2 separate regions of the Callithrix jacchus genome follow, and region 1 is linked to region 2. A link is a contact called in public Hi-C data. All regions are on one chromosome and are shown on one strand. The core of a region is the stretch at or near the end of the contact, and the rest is flanking DNA. Distances in the headings are between cores, read along the strand shown.

Region 1 (5,564 bases), core at 832-3,331, 290 kb after region 2:
CCAAGGGAAGACAGTTTGACATTGTGGGTGTTCCTTGCACTGGTTGGATCTCTTGACAGTTTTGGGGAAGCTTTGGCTCATCTCAGGGAGTACCCACAACACAGTGTGCAGCCTTGAAGGGAACAAAGAAACTATACAAAAATACTATTCTTATCCTTTCGCAGCCTTTATAATGCTGCGCCTGTAAGAGCTCTTAGGCTTTGGTGGAAAATAGGAATAACCATCTCAATATTTTGATGGTACTTTGGAATTTCCAAAGCATTTTCGCAAAAGACACATCCCCATTATATGGGTGAAAGTTGACTACTCCAAGGGCAGTCAGTACAGTTGTATCTCCATAAGACCAGACAACAAACTTCTAAACCGGCTATCCCAACCACCTTTCATGGTGGAGGGGCTCATTAATTGGGCTCATAACGAGCTCACTAATTGAGCTGGTAAGAACCAACTACCATGTTAAGTGCTTTATATAAAATGTTATCAAGATATGACAACCACCCAGTAAGAGTAATATGGTAAGTCCCACTGGATAATCATGGAAGGACAAATAGATTGAATAACTTGACCCCAAAAGACACAGATAGGAAGTGGGGGAGCTGGGATTGGAAACGATCATTTGAATCCAGTGCCCATGTTCTAACCACAGCGCTCTCTTGCTTGTTATTGTATTCCCATTAATTTCACGTGAGGAAAGTTGACTCAGAGGACAAGGGAATTCTTTGAGGTCCCAGCTGGTAAAGAGGTAGAGCTGGTAGGTCTCTCCTCCCCGTTATTTGCATCGCTGGCTAAGCCAGTAGAGTAAGCTACTGAGCAAGAGAGCAAATATATGGGGATTCCCACGCCACTAATATCCAGGAGACAGTGGGCTGGGGACAGACCCCATCTTCTATCCCTTATCCCTCCCTCTAAAAGACTTCTGGCTCCCCCGCAAAGCCTTAGTGAGTCAGGCACAGAGTGATGGGTGTGGTGCTGCCCAGTATTTCCTTCCTTTGGCTGAGGCTGTGCCAACAGAGAAGGCTGCTAGAAGAGAAGGTCCAGAGTCCACCTGGTGGCCGGAGATTTGGGCCAATTACTAAGTAGGGGGTTGGAGGTAGCAGTGGGAAGATCTGAGGTCAGTCTTGCCCTGGCAATTCGTGCCAGCAGGTGGAGACCCAACACTTGCATGAGGAAGGGGTCCAACGAGGAGCTCATCACTGGGAAATATTCAGGAGTGTGGCTGAAGGGTTTACGCCATTGTTGGTGAGTTCTTAAGACTTGGAAGAAAACCGAATTCAATAGGCTTCCATTTCCACCCCTCGATGTGAGGAAATAAGATTAGGGATGAGAAAGAGTGATGACTAATAACACCTTAAACTTACACAGCATACTTTACAGTTTACAAAACAATTTCACCAACTTCAGCTCATTTGCTCCTCAGAACAGTCAAGAAGCGACAAGATGGTTATTACTAATCATCTCTAGTTTCCAGACCTGGAAAACTCTGGCTCAGAACTTTGGTGATAGGGGTAGGTTACCCCGCCTTTAAGTGACCAAGCCGAGACTTCCTGTGCGGCTCTCCTGCTTGGAAGCCTAGCTATGTGCCCAGAAATGAGCAGGTAAAGTCGCTGACGCAGGGCAGCCCCTAGAGGGCGCTGAGGCTCCAGTAAGAGATTTTGGCGTTAGGACCCACCAGAAGCCTGGTCGCCCGCCGCGGAAAAGACGATTGGATTTGCTCGGCCTGCCGCACCTCCTCCTTCCCCCACCCACCTGCCCGTCTTCGCACAGCGCAGCCAATTGGTGGCCTCCACATCTTTATACGTCATTATTCTACGCCCGGATAGCTCCTAAGGCACCCAGTGGTGCTGTGGGTTGCAGTTGTCCTCAGCATTGCCTGATTGGGAAAAATCTCCAGGGCAGGGCATTAATCTCGAGGCAGCCGGCTCCTCTGGCCCGCAAGGATGGAGTTAAGGTCCTAGGGCTGGTTTTCTTTCCTAGGAAGTGGTTGCTGCTTTCTGAGGAGTTTTCCCCTCGGCAGCCCTGAGCTGGCAGTTCTGGTAGTGACTGCAGGGCCCTGCTAGACGGCGGTCGCATGCAGCTCCTATGAGGCCCCCGCCGCCGGTCGGCGATGTCCGGCTGGAGCTGTCGCCTCCGCCGCCGCTGCTGCCGCTGCAGGTTGTGAGCGGGTCTTCAGTCGGCTCCTCAGAGCGTCTCATGGCCTCTAGCAGCTCTCTGGTTCCCGACCGGCTGCGCCTGCCGCTCTGCTTCCTGGGTGTCTTTGTCTGCTATTTTTACTATGGGATCCTGCAGGAAAAGATGTGAGCGACCCCCGGGGCGAGCCGACATTCTCTTCCCAGCCTGTGACAGCGGTCTCGTTCTTTCCTCTTGTCTTCACGCCCGGCTGTCGCCCTCCTAGCACCCCGCTACTTTTGCAGCTACGGCTGAGCCTACCCAGAATTCCAGAATTCCAGGGTTATCTTCTAGATTCTCCGGATTTGGTCATTTTCTTAGCTGTTTTTCCCCGGCTTGGTTCTAAGGGACTGCGTTTTATGGGCTGAGACTTCTACCCCGCAAACAGAACCCGAGTCGGCCCCTTTTTGGTACTCCCAGATGCTTGCAGATAGCCTATTCGCCTTCGGCCTTGCTGCCCAAATACCTCTCCTTCCTGCCTGGGGTACCCGATTTCGCTATCTCGTTTTCCATGTTTCCTCTCCGTCTTTTTCGGATATTCTTTCCCTAGGCTATGGAATCAGCACGCTGGGGTGTCTGGTTTCTAGATCCGGTAAAATCAGCCCCTTTTGCAGACAAGCCTAGTGGTCCTTACAGATTCTCCGTAAATCCAGAGCGGCAAGATAATAAAGTTTCTAGTGGCTCTCGATATATTAGATGACAGTGAGTGAAGTCTACTAATTTCTCCTCTCTTTTCTCATGCATTTCATTTCTAGAACAAGAGGAAAGTATGGGGAGGGAGCCAAGCAGGAGACGTTCACCTTTGCCTTAACTTTGGTCTTCATTCAATGTGTGATTAATGCCGTGTTTGCCAAGATCTGTGAGTACCTAGATAGTAATTTGTTGGGTACCCCACCACCCCAAACCCCTTCAGTATTCTGGGCATTAAGCATTGATTTAACCTTAAAGGCTAACTCATGATCTCCACCCATTTAGTACTTACACAGCCTCTCTGTGAAGTCTGTAAAACTAATGACTTTGAAGTGGAGTAAAATATTATTTCTCCAATTTTTACCAACTTCTGAGTTAGAAGTACTCAGAGAATCAGTCTTCTGTATTCCAAATCTCCACTGAAAATACTTAAAACATTTTTTTCTTTCCCTTTGAGTTTCTTTTGTGTGTCAGCTTCAAGCATTCTTTGAGCAATTCTCTCTTTGTTCCCTGGGGACTAGCAGCAGGGTTGACTGGTCCCTTGAACTGAATGAGGCCCCCACCTCCACCCTGCGTGTGGTCTTCTGTTAGGCTTAGGAGAATTGGAAAGATGAATAATTTTCAGAGATTTCCCAGTATAAGAGGACAGAAATAGCTGTGTCTTATTTGACAGGCAAATTCCTTTCATGTGGCTTCAGCTTTGCTTAGTGGTCCATCCTAGCCCCACCAGGTTTCTCTTGTTTTTTTTTTTTTTCTTTCTTTCTCTTTTTTTGTCTTCTCCCAGTGATCCAGTTTTTTGACACTGCCAGGGTGGATCGTACTCGGAGCTGGCTCTATGCTGCCTGTTCTATCTCCTATCTGGGTGCCATGGTCTCCAGCAACTCAGCACTACAGTTTGTCAACTATCCAACTCAGGTGAAACTTCAGGGTGTGATGACAGTTGGCTCAGAAATCATTTGGAAAGGACTAAGGGTTCTTCCCTCAGGTCTGTGAGTTATAAAATAAATAAATAACAGTCCTGTGAGAGTGTTTGAGAAATTTGGAGTGTATAGGACCACAGAATTTGGGTTTAGCGGTGGTGGGTTGGACCATGATACGGCTGCTTTCTGAGGCTGAGGTCTCTGGTACAGGCCCTGTGCTTACTCATCTTAATCAGCGTGGTACCTAGCATAGTACCTGACACATCACAGATGCTCAGAAATTATTTGCTGGATTTAATTTCAGGTCCTTGGTAAATCCTGCAAGCCAATCCCAGGTAAGCAAAGATGGTCTTCCTCTTCTAACTCTTCCTATAGTAAGCTCTCTCTTTCTCTGCTAGAACTCTGTGTCCCTCTCAGCTTCATCATCCTGTCATGGCTATCTCCAGGGACTTTCCGCCACCTCTCCCCGCTGCCCATCTTGTCATCTGTGTCACTTCCTGTGATGTTCATAGGCTGGTAATCCCTAACGGGAGCTAGCGGCTGACCTAGCCCGCTTCACTTGGTCAGTTTCCATGTTGTATGTGTTTACACTGTCCTTAGACAGCCTAGTTCCTATTTTGATCATCAGTTTCTTTGTCTCAACTTCTTTTCCTTCTCCACTGTTCCCCACCCTTGCCCTGTGCCTTCCTGGAATTTTTAACCTTTGTTCTCTACCTCTTCCCTGTCTTATACTTAACCCTGTTGCTCAATCTTCATCTAGGTGCCAGCCTGGCACCCTCCTTTTGTCCTCTCTAAGCCTTCCTTCTCAATCATTCTTTTCTCCCTGAGTCTTCTCTTGGTTCCTGGGGAGGGGAGAGTATTGGGGTCATCGATGCCTTATGGATGCCTGAATTTTCCACTCTGTTTTTTCCCTGTAGTCATGCTTCTTGGGGTGACCCTCTTGAAGAAGAAGTACCCACTGGCCAAGTACCTGTGTGTGCTGCTAATTGTGGCTGGAGTGGCCCTTTTCATGTACAAACCCAAGAGCGTTGCTGGGATAGAAGAGCACATAGCCGGCTATGGAGAGCTGCTGCTGGTATGAGATCCCGTTAGGGAAGGCAGCCTTTTCCAGCAAACTTAACCAAAGGGTAGCCCCAGCTAGGCAGGGAGAAGGCCGGTTAGGTGTCAAGGGAGGTTGTGTACGCCTTGTCCCCATATCTGGTCTTTGCTGCAGGCCCCTGGCTCTGTTGAGGCCATAGTGGGAAACCTGAAATATTTAACTACAGCTCAGCTCTCATTCTGGAGAAGAGATAACTGAGGGTTGTGTCTGAATCCTGGTATGAGGTCACAGAGACCTGAGAGCAAAGAGGGAAGGAGTAAATGTTTCTTACTGTGGCTTTCCCTGGAAGCCAGAGTTTAAAATAATATGAGGGCAGCTGTTGTATATGCATTAGGCATTGTTCCAAGTGTGTTTTACAGGTTAATTGACTAATTTTTACAACAATAATCTCATATGTGGTATTATCTCCATTTTACAGATGAAGAAACTAGGCACAGAGAGGTTAACTCGCTTGCCTATGGTCACGTGGCTAGTTAAGTGGAGGGGTCAGGTTTCTAATCCAGGCAGCCTAAGCCCAGGATCCAGTCTCTGGAGCACTAGACTCCAAGTTAGGAAGCTAATCTGCTGGGACTGGCTTTCCTCTCCCAGTGTGTTGGGAAGTGAGCTTCCTGCTCTGCTCTGATTACAAAATTACTATGTGGCTCAGTGAGCCTGTTGGTCCAGTGCCTGGGCAAGGAGCGGGAGTGAGC
Region 2 (5,185 bases), core at 1,794-4,293:
TGGGTTCCAAGAAATAGCTTGCTTCAACCGGGTACCTTTTCTCAGTGCCAGAGACAGGGTGGGCAATGGGCTGTGACCTTGGCATTGGCCGGCACTGCCCTTTCTCCCTCCTACCAGACTCCCAGAGGCCCCTGATCCAGGCTGCCCCATGTCACCCCTCCACCAGGGGCAGGACCTGGCCAGGCTGACACCTGCTTGTTTTGTTATCCCTGGCGACGTGGGGTGGGTGGCACTAGTCCCACTGCATCCTCCGGCTACCTCACTATCCTAAGCTTACAGGTGTCTGCCCAGCAGTTGGTGGCTGCAGTCCTGCCGGCCTCAGGAGACCCTTGGGGCCTGCCCCCACCCTGCAACCCAACGACTGCCCCATGCTTCCGGCTGTCCTGACTCTGCTCAGCATGCATGAGCCTCAGCCAGCGGTCCAACGGGAGCTGGAGCAAGATGATCCTGCCCCTCTTCAGCATCAGGAAGCTTCATTTACTCGTTCAACAAGCATCCACTGAGCATGGTCCTCAGTATCTGGAAGGTAGTGGTGAAGTGGATGACACTCCCTGGCATCTTGGGGCACGTTATATAATGGGGGTAGGGGAAACGTGCTAACCTCACATTAGCAAGCTGTGGTTTAATTGCTTATCTAAGTTTCTACTGTTGCAGTTTCTATGAACTATGAACCATTTCCAGAACTCTTAGAATTTCAGAGCAGAGTGGAGCTTAGAAATTCTCCTAGGATAATCCTCCACCACTGCCCTTTCAAGATTCCAGGATTCCAGAATTCAGCCTAGGGCTCATTCTCTTTACTAAGGAGACAGGGCTTGGGGTAGTGAGGAAAGGTGAGGCTTCTGTGAGGGCCTGGGGAGGGAAGGAGGTGGCTCTAAGTCGCCTGCCACTTCTTGAACTCGGTTGATGAATGAACGAATGAATGAACCTCTGAGAAGGGCTCGCCCCATGCTGTCTGTTCTCTGTGGGGAGCTACAGTTAGCGAAAACAGAGGGCACCGTCTTCAGGGCGGGGCAGGGGAGCTCCAAAGCAGGCCCTGAACGCCTCCCCCGCTCCCATCCAGGGAGGGAGCCGGCCCGCCCAGTGCCCTTCCTGCCCCCAACGCCGCAGGCTCTCTTGGCGCCCTCTTGGCAGCAGAACAGAGGGCACCAGGAGCGGGTGGCAACTCGCCTCGCCACGGGCTCGGAGCGGCGGGCGCTGGGCGCTGGGGGGACGCGGAGATAGACAGACAGATAGCGCTCCCCTCGCTCGCCCCCGCCCCCACCTTTCCCACGCGGCGGCCTCGGGGAGAGGCCCAGACCCAGAGGGCACCCACCCCTGCCCCTCGGCCCGTGGACCCCGCCCTCTATTTCTGGGAACTGCAGCTCTCAAAATCCTTTGGACCCCCACCCCACCCCCCCGGCCGCCTGCTGCGCGAGTCTGACTTTGGAAAGAGGCACACTGCTCGGCCAGGCAGGGTCTTCGGAGGAGACCCCTCCCCGGGGCTCGGCCGGGAGCCGGGCTCGGGAGCTGCAGAGCCCGCAGGAACCACGAGGTGGCGCGCTAGCACTGAGTTTGCCCCGCGAGGTAGGGCTAGGGGACGAGGGGGAGCGAGCGGGGCAGGCTGGGAACTGAGATTTGGATTTTCTCCCCCAGAGAAGGGCGAAGAGCAAAATGGGGTGCGGGAAAGAGGAAGGAGCTAGACTTTGGGAACAGCTAGCATGACCTAGGGGGGCAGGCAGGACTAGAAGCGAGGGGTCCCCACGGAGGGGAGCCATTCCTCAGGGCTTTCTTTTCTGGTGGGAGAGGACTTCGGTGGAGCAGCCCAACTCCCAGCTACTGGGGATTCCGAAGGTACTGAGAGGTCTAGACACGTCTGCAAACAACCACACATCCACACACGGATGGCCCTCCACTCACGCTGCCTACACCCGTACACACGGCCACGCATCTTCACACACACTCCTGCACGAGTGTACATCCATGGATAATGTGGAACACATGAAGTCCTCACAGCACACACCCAAAGTACACGCGTCCCACGCACCCGATCCCTAAAAGTGTCCCCAGTCCCAGCGCTGTCCCATGATACACAGAATCTGCCCTCAGACTTATCACAGAGCAAGGCTGTGTCCACCCAAGCTCATGCGGACCCCAGGTCCCTTGCTCCCTTCAGCAAGACCGGGCTCTCTCTGAAACTGCACACACATAGCTTTGGAGATAGCTCTGGTATCACCAGACAGGCTGTACATACCCATCAACCCCTAAATCCACACAGGCCTGATTCCCCTTCTCCAATACCCTCTCCTTCTCCCAGGGCTAAATTATGCCTCTTGTAGGCTCAAGTCACTTTTGCCTGGTGGGCCCCTTCCTCCATGAAAAGAAAAAGTTTTTAATTACTTTTTGTAATTATGTAATACAACAGTAAGATAGCAATGACAGCATTGATATTGACAATATATTAATATCATACATTCAAACATCCTCTTCCACCTAAAAGGTGTTTTTGTTTTCTTCTGATTTTAAGATAAATTAAACCATTTTCAGGGGCCCTGAGTCCTCACCACTTTGGGCTCGTTGGTGTGCCAGTCATTCGCACAGGCATGCACACACACACACACACACATACACACAACTATACCCCACCTTAGACCACCTCCTTCCACAAACACCCAGTGGGCAAATTCCCCTCCTTCCCCACCCCCACCCCCCAAGCCCATCTCTCACCCGCCAGCCAGAGAAACAGACTGGCAGGTCCTGGGGGCTCCGAAGAACGACCCTTCCCCTCCACCTCCACCCCCTCCTTCAGAGAACTTATCTGAGCTGGAGCTACTAGAGTAGCAAGGAGTGTGTGTGTGTGTGTGTGTGTGTGTAACAACAAAGACTGGGGGAAAGAGGAGAGAGAGAGGGAAGAGAGAAGGGAAAGAGAGAGAGAGAAGAGCACAGGAGCGAGAGAGCAAGAGCGTGTTTTGCCTGGAAGGCAAGACTTGCAGCCAATCAGCGCATAGGAGCCTCCCTCGGCGACTCCAAAATTGAGTCTATAACCGGCTGGCCGGGCGGAGCTGGCAGCATTTGACTGTGGCTTGGGACGCGAGGAGAGGCGCGCAGCGACCGCCTGACGGCCCGCGATGGTGTAAGCGCCTCTCGGCCTCCCCCTCCCCTAGACGCGGCCGGATCCTCCCCTCGCCCTCTGGACACACACCCCTGCCTCGTCTTCTCCGCTTTACCTGCTCTCCCATCCGCTCCTGTCCTCCACGGAGGTCAGCGCTGGGGAGGTGCAGCGCCCGCCAGGATGAGTGGCTCCTTCGATCGCAAGCTCAGCAGTATCCTCACCGACATCTCCAGCTCCCTTAGCTGCCATGCGGGCTCCAAGGACTCGCCCACCCTGCCCGAGTCTTCTGTCACTGACCTGGGCTACTACAGCGCTCCCCAGCACGATTACTACTCGGGCCAGCCCTATGGCCAGACGGTGAACCCCTACACCTACCACCACCAGTTCAATCTCAATGGGCTTGCAGGCACCGGCGCTTACTCGCCCAAGTCGGAATATACCTACGGAGCCTCCTACCGGCAATACGGGGCGTACAGGGAGCAGCCGCTGCCAGCCCAGGATCCAGGTGAGGACCACGGGGTCACCAGGACAGTGGGAGACACTGGAAGGTTCCGGAGGGAGGAAAAGGCATGGACCGGAACCCAAAGTCTAGGAAACGTCTAAGAAAAGTACGGCCTGGAGTTAGAGAAGCTGGCCTAGATGACCCCCAGAGGGACCAGGCGACCTTCCAGCCCCGGGTCTGCGAGCATTTGGGGCGCGATGAGCGCGGTGCGCCGCGGTCTCAGATGAGGATCGGGGTGAGCTGAGAGAGGAAGGGGAGGGCTGTGGGTTGTCAGGGAACCTCCGAATCGAGGTGATTTCTTGGGCATTTCAGCAGGAGATCCTCGATCAGGTCTCAGAGGGGTTGGGGGTAGGCGGCGGGGGGCTGGAAGCTCTGGGGTCCTCCTTTGGATAAGCGATGGGGAGACGGGGAGTCGTGAGGGGGCAATGAGAGGGACCTACGGAAGTTGCGGGAAAGCGGAAGGAAGCAGCGACTAAGAGGCAGAGAAGCTGAAAAAGGGAAAAGTGAAGGCAGCAAGAGAGAAGTGTGGAAAGACAGTGAAACAGGAGAGAAGGCGGGCAGGGAGGAAGGGGGACAGGGAAAGAAAGAAAGAAAGTCTGTACTATCCTTGCAACTTTTTGGAAAATCTAAAGCGATTCTAAACTGAAACGTTTTTTAAAGGGCGGGGGGTGGACGGGAAGGAGCCAGAGAAACAACCGACGGCTAGATGGGGCTGGGCAGGGGGCGGCCAGCAGCCGGGCGGCGAGGAGCCCTGAGGCCGGCAAGCGAGCTGGGAAGGCGTCGTGAGCAAAGCCGTGGCGGTCCTCGCCCAGGAGGCGGGTGACGCCGGGGACAGTGCTCCGGGGGCCGGGCGCCGAGCTGGGAGCGCCGCGTCGTGGGCGGCGGCCGGGTCCGGCTCTGTGGCCGCGGCTTCCTCCTGGGCAGCGGGCGGCGGAGCGCGAGGCCGGGAAGCCCGCGACGAGTCGGTGGGCGGAAGGGAGGGGCGTCCTGCGGGGCCCTGGAGGGTGGTAGGAGTCGCAGGCCGAGGCTGAGCCGCCCCTCTCCCGCCCGTGCGTTCCCCGCAGTGTCGGTGAAGGAGGAGCCGGAAGCTGAGGTGCGCATGGTGAATGGGAAGCCCAAGAAGGTCCGAAAGCCGCGCACGATCTACTCCAGCTACCAGCTGGCCGCCCTGCAGCGCCGCTTCCAGAAGGCCCAGTACCTGGCGCTCCCTGAGCGCGCCGAGCTGGCCGCGCAGCTGGGCCTCACGCAGACACAGGTTGGTGTTTGGCCGTCCAGGGCCGTGTGGGCACGCGAGACCCCGTAGTTCCCCAGGCGCCGCCGAGCCTGGCTGGCCGTTAAGGACCCTGCAGGCTCCTGGAACTCTTGCCTGTGGGATGGGGACCTGCGAGGTTCAAGTTCGGTCGGAAAGTTCTGCGTTAGCACGTGTACAAGTGAACACAGTTGCGAACGCGTGCAACTGTGTGCATCCGTCCCGCGGAGAGGTGCCCTCCTTCCTCTACTCCAGAATCCCCAGCTCCCAAGTCTCCCAGCAGTGCTGGTCACTTAGTAGAAGTCCACATCGTGTTTTCCCTCCACACTAGGAATGTGTGCAGGGT

The links. A called contact is a pair of places that touch in the nucleus more often than the background predicts.
Region 1: a contact with region 2 is called in a Hi-C map of induced pluripotent stem cells, with 2.7 times the contacts expected there. The contact joins the promoter of SLC35B1 here to the promoter of DLX3 in region 2. A contact is called at or near these places in 2 of 3 Hi-C or Micro-C datasets (induced pluripotent stem cells and skeletal muscle).

What each region holds. Positions count from the first base shown.
Region 1 is chr5:116,613,353-116,618,916 of calJac240_pri, forward strand. It overlaps SLC35B1 (solute carrier family 35 member B1), which reads left to right and starts at 2,082. Exons shown (of 9, transcript XM_002748445.7): 1 at 2,082-2,294; 2 at 2,922-3,025; 3 at 3,641-3,771; 4 at 4,081-4,111; 5 at 4,694-4,851. The coding sequence starts at 2,191.
Region 2 is chr5:116,324,891-116,330,075 of calJac240_pri, forward strand. It overlaps DLX3 (distal-less homeobox 3), which reads left to right and starts at 3,044. Exons shown (of 3, transcript XM_002806852.5): 1 at 3,044-3,593; 2 at 4,655-4,845. The coding sequence starts at 3,269.